Linked DNA regions of Rattus norvegicus: region 1 is linked to region 2. The links are chromatin contacts, called in public Hi-C maps. All regions are on one chromosome and are shown on one strand. The core of a region is the stretch at or near the end of the contact, and the rest is flanking DNA. Distances in the headings are between cores, read along the strand shown.

What was found. A called contact is a pair of places that touch in the nucleus more often than the background predicts.
Region 1: a Hi-C map of Schwann cells shows a contact between it and region 2, with 3 times the contacts expected there. The contact joins the promoter of Tspan15 here to the enhancer-like site in region 2. A contact is called at or near these places in 11 of 12 Hi-C or Micro-C datasets (the A7r5 cell line, the Rat2 cell line, Schwann cells and 6 more) and 1 of 1 datasets of contacts at active chromatin or transcription factors (oligodendrocytes).

Annotation. Positions count from the first base shown.
Region 1 is chr20:30,715,271-30,720,619 of GRCr8, reverse strand. Tspan15 (tetraspanin 15) reads left to right here and starts at 2,969. Exons shown (of 8, transcript NM_001115032.1): 1 at 2,969-3,158. The coding sequence starts at 3,063. LOC134483918 (a long non-coding RNA gene) reads right to left here and starts at 2,910. Exons shown (of 2, transcript XR_010061113.1): 1 at 2,710-2,910.
Region 2 is chr20:30,677,011-30,681,882 of GRCr8, reverse strand. It overlaps Tspan15 (tetraspanin 15), which reads left to right. Exons shown (of 8, transcript NM_001115032.1): 4 at 1,407-1,502; 5 at 3,690-3,806. Among named protein-coding and RNA genes, the nearest start is that of Tspan15, 38 kb to the left of the region's middle. Within about 2 kb of position 2,377, at least 57 of the 93 cell types and tissues checked have an H3K27ac peak or open chromatin away from gene starts, as enhancers often do. A contact at or near this core is called in Schwann cells and prefrontal cortex, where this site is marked.

The sequences.
Region 1 (5,349 bases), core at 1,720-4,219, 38 kb before region 2:
TTGTCTGCAACAAGTCTGAGACCCACGTAATCAAGATACGAAAAAAAGTTGCTGAAGAGCTTTTTGCAATGATTTAAATAAGTTCATGATTTTCTCTTGGGCCAAATTCACAACTACCCTGGGGTGTGCCAGCTAGAAATAGCCCAATTCAACTGTTAGCCCTTATTCTCACACCCTCCACCTCAGCTACTCCCTTATCACTGGACCTTCCTAGCTATCTTCTGAATGGCAGGTGAGATTCCGTGAACTTTCCACATAAACCTTACTGGTGGTCTGCACTATAATGGGAAATAAACAGAGTCTCTGGTTTGGTTTCCCTTCTATGGCTAGGGAGAAGTTGCTGTCATTTGTAGATTGTAGCGTTAAGAAAGATAGAGTTCCTTTCTGGTCACCACCACGCCCTCCGGCTCTCCTGGAAGCTCTGTGCCTCCCTTGCAGCCCTTGCACCAGCTGTTTCTATGTGGGAAGCTCATTGCAACATTAGCATACACCTGCATCTGAAGTTAACCTCTTCCCAGCAACAGGTTCAACACATTGTTACAATTCCAACAACGCCTCAGTACATTCAACAAATTGTTACAATTCCAACGCCTCAGTAGCACAGCACAGGGATTCTTTCGTCTTCTTTTGAAGCTTTCCTCAGAGCCCGAGAAGTGGCTTACACATTTGCTGTCTGATCTGATGAAGAAGGAATCTAAGGTTGTCGAAGGGGAATAGAAACGGTCCTACCTCATTGTTTCAGAGATGGGGAAACAGAGACTAGAAAGTCGAGGGTCCAGTTGTATGTATAGCTGCAGAAGTACCCAAGGACACCAGCTAAGTAGAATTCTTACTTCCTTCTCTTTCCACCTTCGCAGCCATTACTGACAAGGGCAGTTTCCCCCTAAATGTTCCGCTAAGTTATCATGAAGAGAAATCTCAGCACATGCTCTAAGGGCGGTACAGATAGCCACAATGCTAACCTTTATGAGCCGATAGCCACAAAACCGGTTCCTGTAACTTCAGTGAAATCACTTAAGACTTGCAGGAAGTGCTTGCTCAAGGACATTGTAGAGACAGGATTCAGGTAACTGACAGCTGTGTGTCCCCCAAAATGATTTAGCCCAGTGTGCTGTCTCAATATGGAGGAGCACCTCCGTAAAGTCTTTACTCTGTTTGGACAAGGACAGTGTCTAAGTTACTTTACCCAGTCTGTGCTTACTTTATTGTGTGTGTGTGTGTGTGTGTGTGTGTGTGTGTGTGTGTGTGTGTGTATGCGTATGCTTCATAGTGAGATGTTTTTAAAAAACAAATGGAAAAAATGCAGTTCCTGAGAGATGGCCCAGGCTTAAGATGGCTTCCTGTTCTTGCAGAAGACCTAATTATGGTCCCTGGTACCCAGGTCTGTTGGTTCACCATTATCTGAAACTCCAACATCCAGCTCTGGATCCAAGAGCCACCACGCACTCACAGCATTCAGATACACAGACACAGACACACACAGACACACACAGACACACACAGACACACACAGACACACAGACACACAGACACAGACACAGACACAGACACACACAGACACAGACACACACACAGACACACACACAGACACACACACAGACACACACACAGACACACAGACACACAGACACACAGACACACAGACACACAGACACACAGACACACACACACACACACACACACACACACACACACACACACCTTTAAATAGAAATACCAGGATTAGCCTGCCTACCTCCTGGATATTTCTCCCCAACTTGTCTGTAGGTGTCATTCCCAGACTCACCACCAGAGGCCCCACTCAGAACTTCCAGAGATTTTGACTAGTGGCTGTGCATTTAATTACAAATGTCCCAAACACAGACTGCCTGGTTCTCAGACTATGTTAGGCTAGGCCTGGAGACAGGAAAACAACAGAGTACAGCTGGGAGCATTTAGCAAGGAAAACCGATTCATAGCCCCCTGTGGCCCAGGCCACCAAGGCAAGGCTGGAGGCGGTCAGACCCTGGCTGACTGGGTAGTGACTGGGTTTGAAGATGGGCCTAGAGGGGGATTTCTTGGGAGAAGAAGTTGGGGAACAGAGCGGGGAACCAGAAGGGAATTTTCATGCTCAGCTGGTTGAAAGACTGGGAACAGATATGTCTCTGGGAGACTTATGCTCTAATGGGACACGCTGGACTGGTGACCTTCCAGGATGTGACCATCACTTTTGCACACTCGTTTGCATGCTTTTGTTTTGTGTTTTGTTCAGACAGGGTTTCACACATAGCCTTGGCTGGCCTGAAACTGGCAGCTCTCAAACTCAAAGATCTGCTTGCTTCTGTCTCTTGGGCACAGGATTAAAAGAGTGTGCTAGGATACAACTACAATGACAACACACTCGGCGTTTTGTTTTGCTTGGTTTTTTGTTTTGTTTTGTTTGTTTTCAAAACAGGATCTCATTGTGTAGCTCTGGATATCCTGGAACTCGTAGTGTAGACCAGATCGCTCACATAGATCCGCCTGTCTCTGCCTCCTCCTAATTGCCCCCACCGTCGCTGTCAGTCCCTACCCCTTTCTAGCAGTATTCATTCACAACCGTGCAAAGCCAGCTTTGTTTTTGACCGTGCTTAGGCACCCAGGCTCTTCGGTAAGCCCTTTATCACTGAACTACAGTGCGAGCGCCGAAAGCCTGTTTTCTAATGTGGAACCGGGCACGCTCGTTCTTACTCCTGCGCCTCTCCAGGCTACACGCTCCCACGCCGGGATCCGGAACGTGGACATCTATGGCCAGAAGCGCTCCTTCCTTGAGTCTCGCCCCCACCGCTCTCCCGGTCTGCTGAACGTCTGGAGCCGAAGCCACGCCTCCGGAGTAGAAGCCACGCCCCGACAGCCTGACACTCCCCCTCGCGTCCATTGGCCGCCTTCATTGTCCGCTCCCTGGCCCGAGCGGTGATTGCGGCCCGCCTGTGTCAGTCCCGGGAGAGAGCGCGGGTGGCGGGCCAGGCCGCTGGACAGCCGCAGGTGGGGCCTGGAGCGGTGGCCGGATCGAGGCAGCCCCGCAGCCCCGCGCGGGAGCCAAGATGCCCCGCGGGGACTCGGAGCAGGTGCGCTACTGCGCGCGCTTCTCCTATCTTTCGCTCAAGTTCTCTCTCATCATCTACTCCACCGTATTCTGGGTGAGTGATGGGGCCGGTGAAGCCCCCATCGGGGTGGGGTATGGGACGGTCCACACTCCCTCGATGGCCTCCTACACTCGAACCAGGGTTGGCTCCAGCTTCAGCCACTCAGCGAGGCCGCTGGGAGTGCCGCGACGGCTTCTCGCACCACTTCCCTGGGAACCGGGATATCGTGGCGGCTCCAGCTCAGCTCGGTTTCAGCAGCCCAGTCCTCAGCGTTTGAGCCGATTGCCCACAGGACACCACTTTCTTCACCTGCTCTGCTGAGCTCCTACCTGATGGGGTAGCTCTGGCTGCTCTGAAGGGCGTGGGTATGTTATTGGCTGCGCCCACCACGCCTTCAGGGTGTGACTCCCCATCAGCCAGCCCAGAAGTGGTCAGCTTTTGTGCTTGTGGCCACCTGGATTCCAAGTCTGGTCCCTGTTGCTGCTTGCTTGTGCCTTTCCTCTGGCCAAGATGTTTCTCTTGGGTGTCTTACTTTCCTCCTTGATGCAAGGAAATGTGCGTGCCTTCTTGTTGGAGTGGGGCATTCCACTAGACAACTCGGTGGCCGCTCCTGGGTGGTGTTGCTATTTCCACGAGTTTGCCCACGAGGCTTTGCCCACGAGGATCAGGATGGCACTGGTTGCGCACAACCAGGCTTTGAATACTGCCCGCCACTTCCTAGCAGAGTGATCAGGGGAAGTTCCTTTATTGCTCTGACCTTAGTTTTCTCATCTGTAGTTGGAGACAGTAATTATTAAATATTTGGATAGTTGTGGAAATAAAATGATGCAGGCCAAGATGAGACCACAGAGAGCTAAAAAATGGGAGATAGTAACAGTGTATTTATTATGTTATTATACTTATAAAATAACAATAAATGATAATTATTACTATTTATTGTTATTACTATTGGGGTTTTTTTGGTTTTTTTTTTTTTTTTTTTTTGAGACAGGGCCTCTCTATGTACCTGCCTCTGTCACCCAAGTGCTGGCATTAAAGGCATGTGACCCCACACCTATTACTATTGTTGTTGTTATTATTGTGACAGGGTCTTACTGTAGCTTAGTCTAACTGGTGGTGGTGGTGGTGTGTGTGTGTGTGTGTGTGTGTGTGTGTGTGTGTGTGTGTGTGTTTGCTCATTTGTTTTGAGACAGCATCTTATGCATTTCTGACTGGCCTAGAACTAATCTTGAACTCATAGTAATCCTCCTGCCTTAGCCTTCCAAGTATTGGAATTAAGTTGTAAGACACCATGTTTGGCACTATTAATGTTACTATGGGCAAGGACTCTTTGCCTGTGAATGATATAAACTAAAAAAGGTCCCAAGAGACATCCCTCCCCCCTTTTAGACAGGGTCTCAAGTCATCTAGACTGATCCCAAACTCACTCATCGTGTAGCTGACGATGACCTTGAACTTTGGATCCTCCAGTTTGTGCCTCCCACACTGGGTACTGGGATCACAGAGGCGCCACTACCTGTGACTTATCAGGGCATTTTAGAGTAGCTGGACTTCAGTCTAGACATGAGGATATCTTTCCACAGGTCGGCTCAATGTTCACCTCTGTAGAAGAGTGCGTATGTAGATAGGCTTGTCCAGAGATCCCAAAGGGTCCCCTGAAAATAAGGCCCTCCCTCCCTCTGCCCCTCCCTCCCTCCCTCTACTTTCTCTCTCTTTGTCTTTCTTCTCCTCCTCCTCAGTTCCCTACTGGCTCTTCTGTGGGCAGGAGCTGCTGGGCTGGCCATCAAGACTGCCTTTGAGGGCTGGAGAGATGGCTCAGTGGTTAAGAGCACCGACTGCTCTTCCTGAGGTCCTGAGTTCAAATCCCAGCAACCACATGGTGGCTCACAACCATCTATAATGGGATCTGATGCCTTCTTCTGGTGTGTCTGAAGACAGCTACAGTGTACTCATATATAATAAATAAATAAATAAAATATTAAAAAAAAGAATTGCTAAAAAAAAAAAAAAAAAGACTGCCTTTGAATGGGACCCCTTTGCGAGGCAATCCTGCAGGCAGATCTTGATTCTAGTCCTGCTGTATCCAGACTCACTGACATATTATAGGCAAATGATATCTCTGTTTGTCACAGCTGTTGGTTCTAGTCTTTGGCTAGCCTCCAGCCCAGTTCTCTGACTCCAGGTACTCTGAAAGAAAGATAAGCGGGGTTGCTAGACTCCGAAGGGTGGGGGTGTGGAGGTGGGG
Region 2 (4,872 bases), core at 1,128-3,627:
TTCTTAGCCTGTGATGTGGAGTGTGGCAGGCAGCTGGGGGACCTTGGATGAGGTACATTGGTCTCAGGGCTGCAGGTGTCTCAGGTAAGTTCCAGGATGCTCCCAGGAAGGGCTGCTGCTCTTGCAGGAAGTCCTCTGGGCAAGCTGTGAGCCTTAGCACCCTTGGGGACTGAGGCTTCCTCTGTGACAGACACTCTGAGGGATCTGTTTCCCTTTTTTTTTTTTTTTTTTTTATTTGGAGCTGGGAACCGAACCCAGGGCCTTGCGCTTGCTAGGCAAGCATTCTACCACTGGGCCAAATCCTCAACCCCAGGGATCTCTTTCCCACATGCAGAAATGCCGGTGTTACCAGGACCTACCATGTGACCAGCATGCACAATCACTTTTGGGGGGAGGGGTTCAAACTCCTAACACCCCGAGAAGGCTGACTGTATTTGCCTCCCTATTTTGTGGATGAGAGAAGGGGAGCTTGGAGATTAAGAGATGTGCCTGGGGTCTGGTGGCAGTGGGGACTGTGCCGTTGACTATGAGACGATGTTCCTTCTCGCTTAGCTTAGTCCCCAGGGCTGGTTCACCACCGGAAAACTAAACCCCAACAGGGCCTGGGAGCTGGCCCCGCCACCCCCAGTGTACCTCAGGGCCCCTCCCCCAGTAATTGTCTGGCTCCTCTGTCCTGTACCAGAGCCAAGAATACCCCTTTGTGCCCAGTCTCTGCCTCTGCTCTGAAAGCTTCAATTGTCACAACAAGCCTGTGGCTGGGCTGCCCACTCTCCCGCCCTGGCCATGCCTGCTGTGGGCGCTTTGTATTCCAGGGATCTCAGCCCAGCCTGACTGGGAGAGGGTGGCATCCCAGCACTCTTCCGGGGAGAGACTGGCCACTCTCAAACTGGATGGAGTCTGTGTGGCCTGAGGGTCAGAACACCGAAGGATGAAGAAGGGCCCATGTGGGGTATCAGGGGACCTGGGTTCTAGTCTTGACCAGCCTGCTGTGTGTCCTCTATTTTCCCCTCTTCTCCCAGCCTCGTGGTCTTCTTCCCCTGGGGGCTCAGTTTCCTTCTTTATAAAGCAAGAGGATGGGTGATGAGAGCGGAGAATGGGCTGGAGGACCAACAGAAGATTCCAGCTCACGGCTGAGGCTGGGCAAGGGAGAGAGTACATGCGAGGAATCAGGAAGGTTGAGGCCCAGATCCAGCACACTGCCTTAGAGCTGGAGGCCAGCAGATCAGCCTTTCAGGGCCTGGACCTTGGAAGCCTGGGGAATGAATGTCTGCCGGCTGGGCCTTGCCTGGTGTTCAGGGCATGGAGGGGACTGTTGGTCTCCCCTCTGTGCCAAACTGGACTTCTAGAATAATCCAGGGCTGGCCTCTCATGTGTGTTCCTTTTCCTTGGCAATGTCTCCTGTATAGACCATTGACTTTCTCAATGACAACATCCGGAGAGGAATCGAGAATTACTATGATGATCTGGACTTCAAGAACATCATGGACTTTGTTCAGAAGAAGGTGACCGGGGCAGCGGGGTATGAGGGACAGAGGGGCACCTCCAGGACCCTTGCCCTGGACAGCTGATCCATTGGTCCATTCCCAATACAGATGGCTGGTCCGTGGACAGCCCCTCAGATTTGGAGAAAACTCACAACACGGCCAGATGTCTCTGGCCACTTTACAGAGCCCCAGGGCTTACCCCCGGGTGGCAGGGCTCTCCTTTTGGGACTGGCTGGCCTTACCCTGGTGTCCAGCCTCCTGGATCCAGTCCCTCTAGTGTGGAGAGTTCACCTTAGCAAAGGTAGAGAGAATCTTCTCTTCTAATTCCAGCTTTCTCCATTGGACACCGGACAAGACCCCTCCCTTTTCTCTGATGCATCTTTGAATGTGGCGATAATTGTTTGTCCCCTTGAGACACTGTCCCTCTCTCCAAGGCCGAGCCCAGTATGTGGGTGCAGCAGTCATAGTTGCAGCAGGGCCACCCTTTCCCTGGGCTTGCCTGCCCGCCTCCCTCTTAGTCTTGAGGCCTGGATTTCTTGTCCGCACCATAAGGCTGATTCTGTCCTCTCCCTTTGCTATAGCCGAGACTCACTTGCTTTCTTTATGACGTGCTTAGAGCAGGGCCAGTGTGGTGGCGTCACCCTCATTCACTGGATGAGGACAGTGATGGTGGAGTCTGGCGATTGGGTGTGCCTAGTCCCCTGTGAGAGCCCAGCCTCACTACACCCTGGGCCTTTGGCTCTGTGCTTCTCTGTAGAAGAAACAGGTGCAGCTCCTGGGAGATTCTTTTGTGCCAGCAACGTGCCTGCCAGCCTGGGCTGGGAGAGCCGAGTCATACTCTGGGTAGATGCTTTTGTTGGAACCAGCTCCTAGCTGGCTTGGGGGTTTAATTTCTCCTTGGGTGGGGTGACTAATGCTCCCAGGGCCTTGTGCAGAATGCTTCACGCAGGGCTCCTCTTACAGTGACAGCCCAGCCAGGCAAAGTTGGCATTGCTTCCTAGTAGATAAGCATAGGCCCAGAGAGGGTGACAGTGGTGATGTGGGGATTTGAGCGTGTATCCATCTGTGGCAGAACAAATGACCCTTGTACAACAGATAGATGGGCGTTTGTGGATCCTGAGGCCTAAGGGACTACAGGGCACTGTGGAGACTTTAGAAAGGTGCCCAGATTGTGTGGAACAGGACCTCCTACGACACCATCCTTCAGCTTTCTACCCTGGAGCACAGTCCTAGAGCCCTGTTTGCTCTGGCTGTTTGGTTATTTACATATGGCTGCTGTTCCCGGACTCACCCACTCTGCTCGCTGGTCTCTCCGCCTACTCCTGAAACACAGCCTTGTTTCTGCACGGAGCCTTTACACATGCGCGTTAGCTGCCCTTTCCTTGTTCATGCCACAGATGAACTGTCCTGTCCTCCCAGTTATAAAGCTACCCCACCTCCCCACTTCCCTATGCCCAGGTGCACAGCATCCCTTCCTCAGAGGTCATTCAGGGCCTCTCACCCCGTAGCCTAGGCTGTATTAGAATTTACTATGTAGGTTGGCTTCAAACTTGTAGTATTCCTCCTGCTGGGATAGCAGGCATACCTGTATGCTTGGCTATGGTTCTTGTCACTTATACTCTTGTCTCCCTGAAGGATTGCTCTTTGTCTGTGCTGAGCTCAGGACACTGTCCCAGCTAGACCCTCTACAGAACTGTTCTCTGTCCCCAACCCCAGGAGCTGGCCCCAGCACAGAGAATAGAGGAGGGAGGGGGAAGCTAAGGGGAGAGCCTGTGGTAGGTATTCAGGTCAGGGTGAAGCAGGGCTTCAACAGGCCCTGGCCTCTGAGGCTGTCTTCCCCAGCCAGACCCTGCCTCAGGGGAGGAGAAGGTGCAGACCCATTGCCAGGGACAGACTTCCCATCCAGTGTCTAGTCACCACCTGGTATCCAATGGAAGTGGTCCAGCCTTACTGTGCAAACTCTCCAGAGTGGAGAGCTTACTCCCTTCCTCATGGCCAGGCTGCTCCTGACAGCTCTGACCTAACAGAGTATGACCTCATGGGGCCCTGGTACCCCCACCCCCACCCCCACCCTGGTATTTCCATACCCACCCCAACCCCTGGACATGCACACCTCATAAGCGTTCTATCTTAGCTGGTGCTTCCTGCCCTCTGACCCTGACCTTGGCAATGACCACAGCTCTTCCTTGGTGCTTTTCCCTTCAGTTCAAGTGCTGTGGTGGGGAGGACTACAGAGACTGGAGCAAAAACCAGTACCACGACTGCAGCGCCCCTGGGCCCCTGGCCTGCGGGGTGCCCTACACCTGCTGTATCAGGAACACGGTAACCACACGGGGGCTGGATGTGGTGTCACCCAGTTTGCCAAACACTGCTCTCACTCTGCCCAAGTGGAGCAGGCACTGGGATTGGGCAGGCGGTGGTGGCTGGGACCTTGCTTTTCTTAGCCCAGGGGCTCTGGCAAGGGGGAGCTGCATGGGCGGCTTCCTCTGTAAGTGTGTCGGTGAGCATCACCCAAGCACGTGCCAGTGTGGGCCTGGCCCTGCCTCTTGGTTCTTATAACAGCTTTGGGGTCTCTGTTTGGGGGACTTGCCTAAGGTTGGCAGGGCTATGCCCAGTAACAGAGAGCCAGAGTGCCCAGCAGGGGCGCAGGCTCTGCCCAGTCCGCACAGCCGCTGTGAGCTCTGGCAGCAGAGCCTGGCCAGAAGGGATGTGGTGATGTAAATGCCAGCCTCTACTTTCCCCAGCAGGAGCCTCTCAGCTGTCACTTTCCCTGTCATCTGGGATGCCGAGCTGTGAGGTCACCACTTCTCAGTCCTGATGTGTGACAAGAATGTTAGGAACTGCCCCGTTTCTGAACTGGAGCAGAAAAGAAAAGCCTAGCAATTACCACACACGCACACACACACACACACACACACACACACACACCATACCACACACACAATACACACATATACACTATACACCACACACATACACAATATACAACACAACATACACACATACACACAACACACACAACACACACAACACACACACACACACCACACCACACACACAATACACACACACACACTATATACCACACACATATACACACATATACAGCACAACACATACACACAACACACATACAACACATACACAAAACACACACACACCACACCACACACATATAATATACAACACAACACACATACAACACATACACAACACACACACACACACCACAACACACACACACATATATACCACACACACACATATATACTCCACACACCACATATACAATACACACACATACACACACCATACTACAGCACACCACACAAATACACACATACACACTATACACCACACACATATACATACATCCACAACACAACAC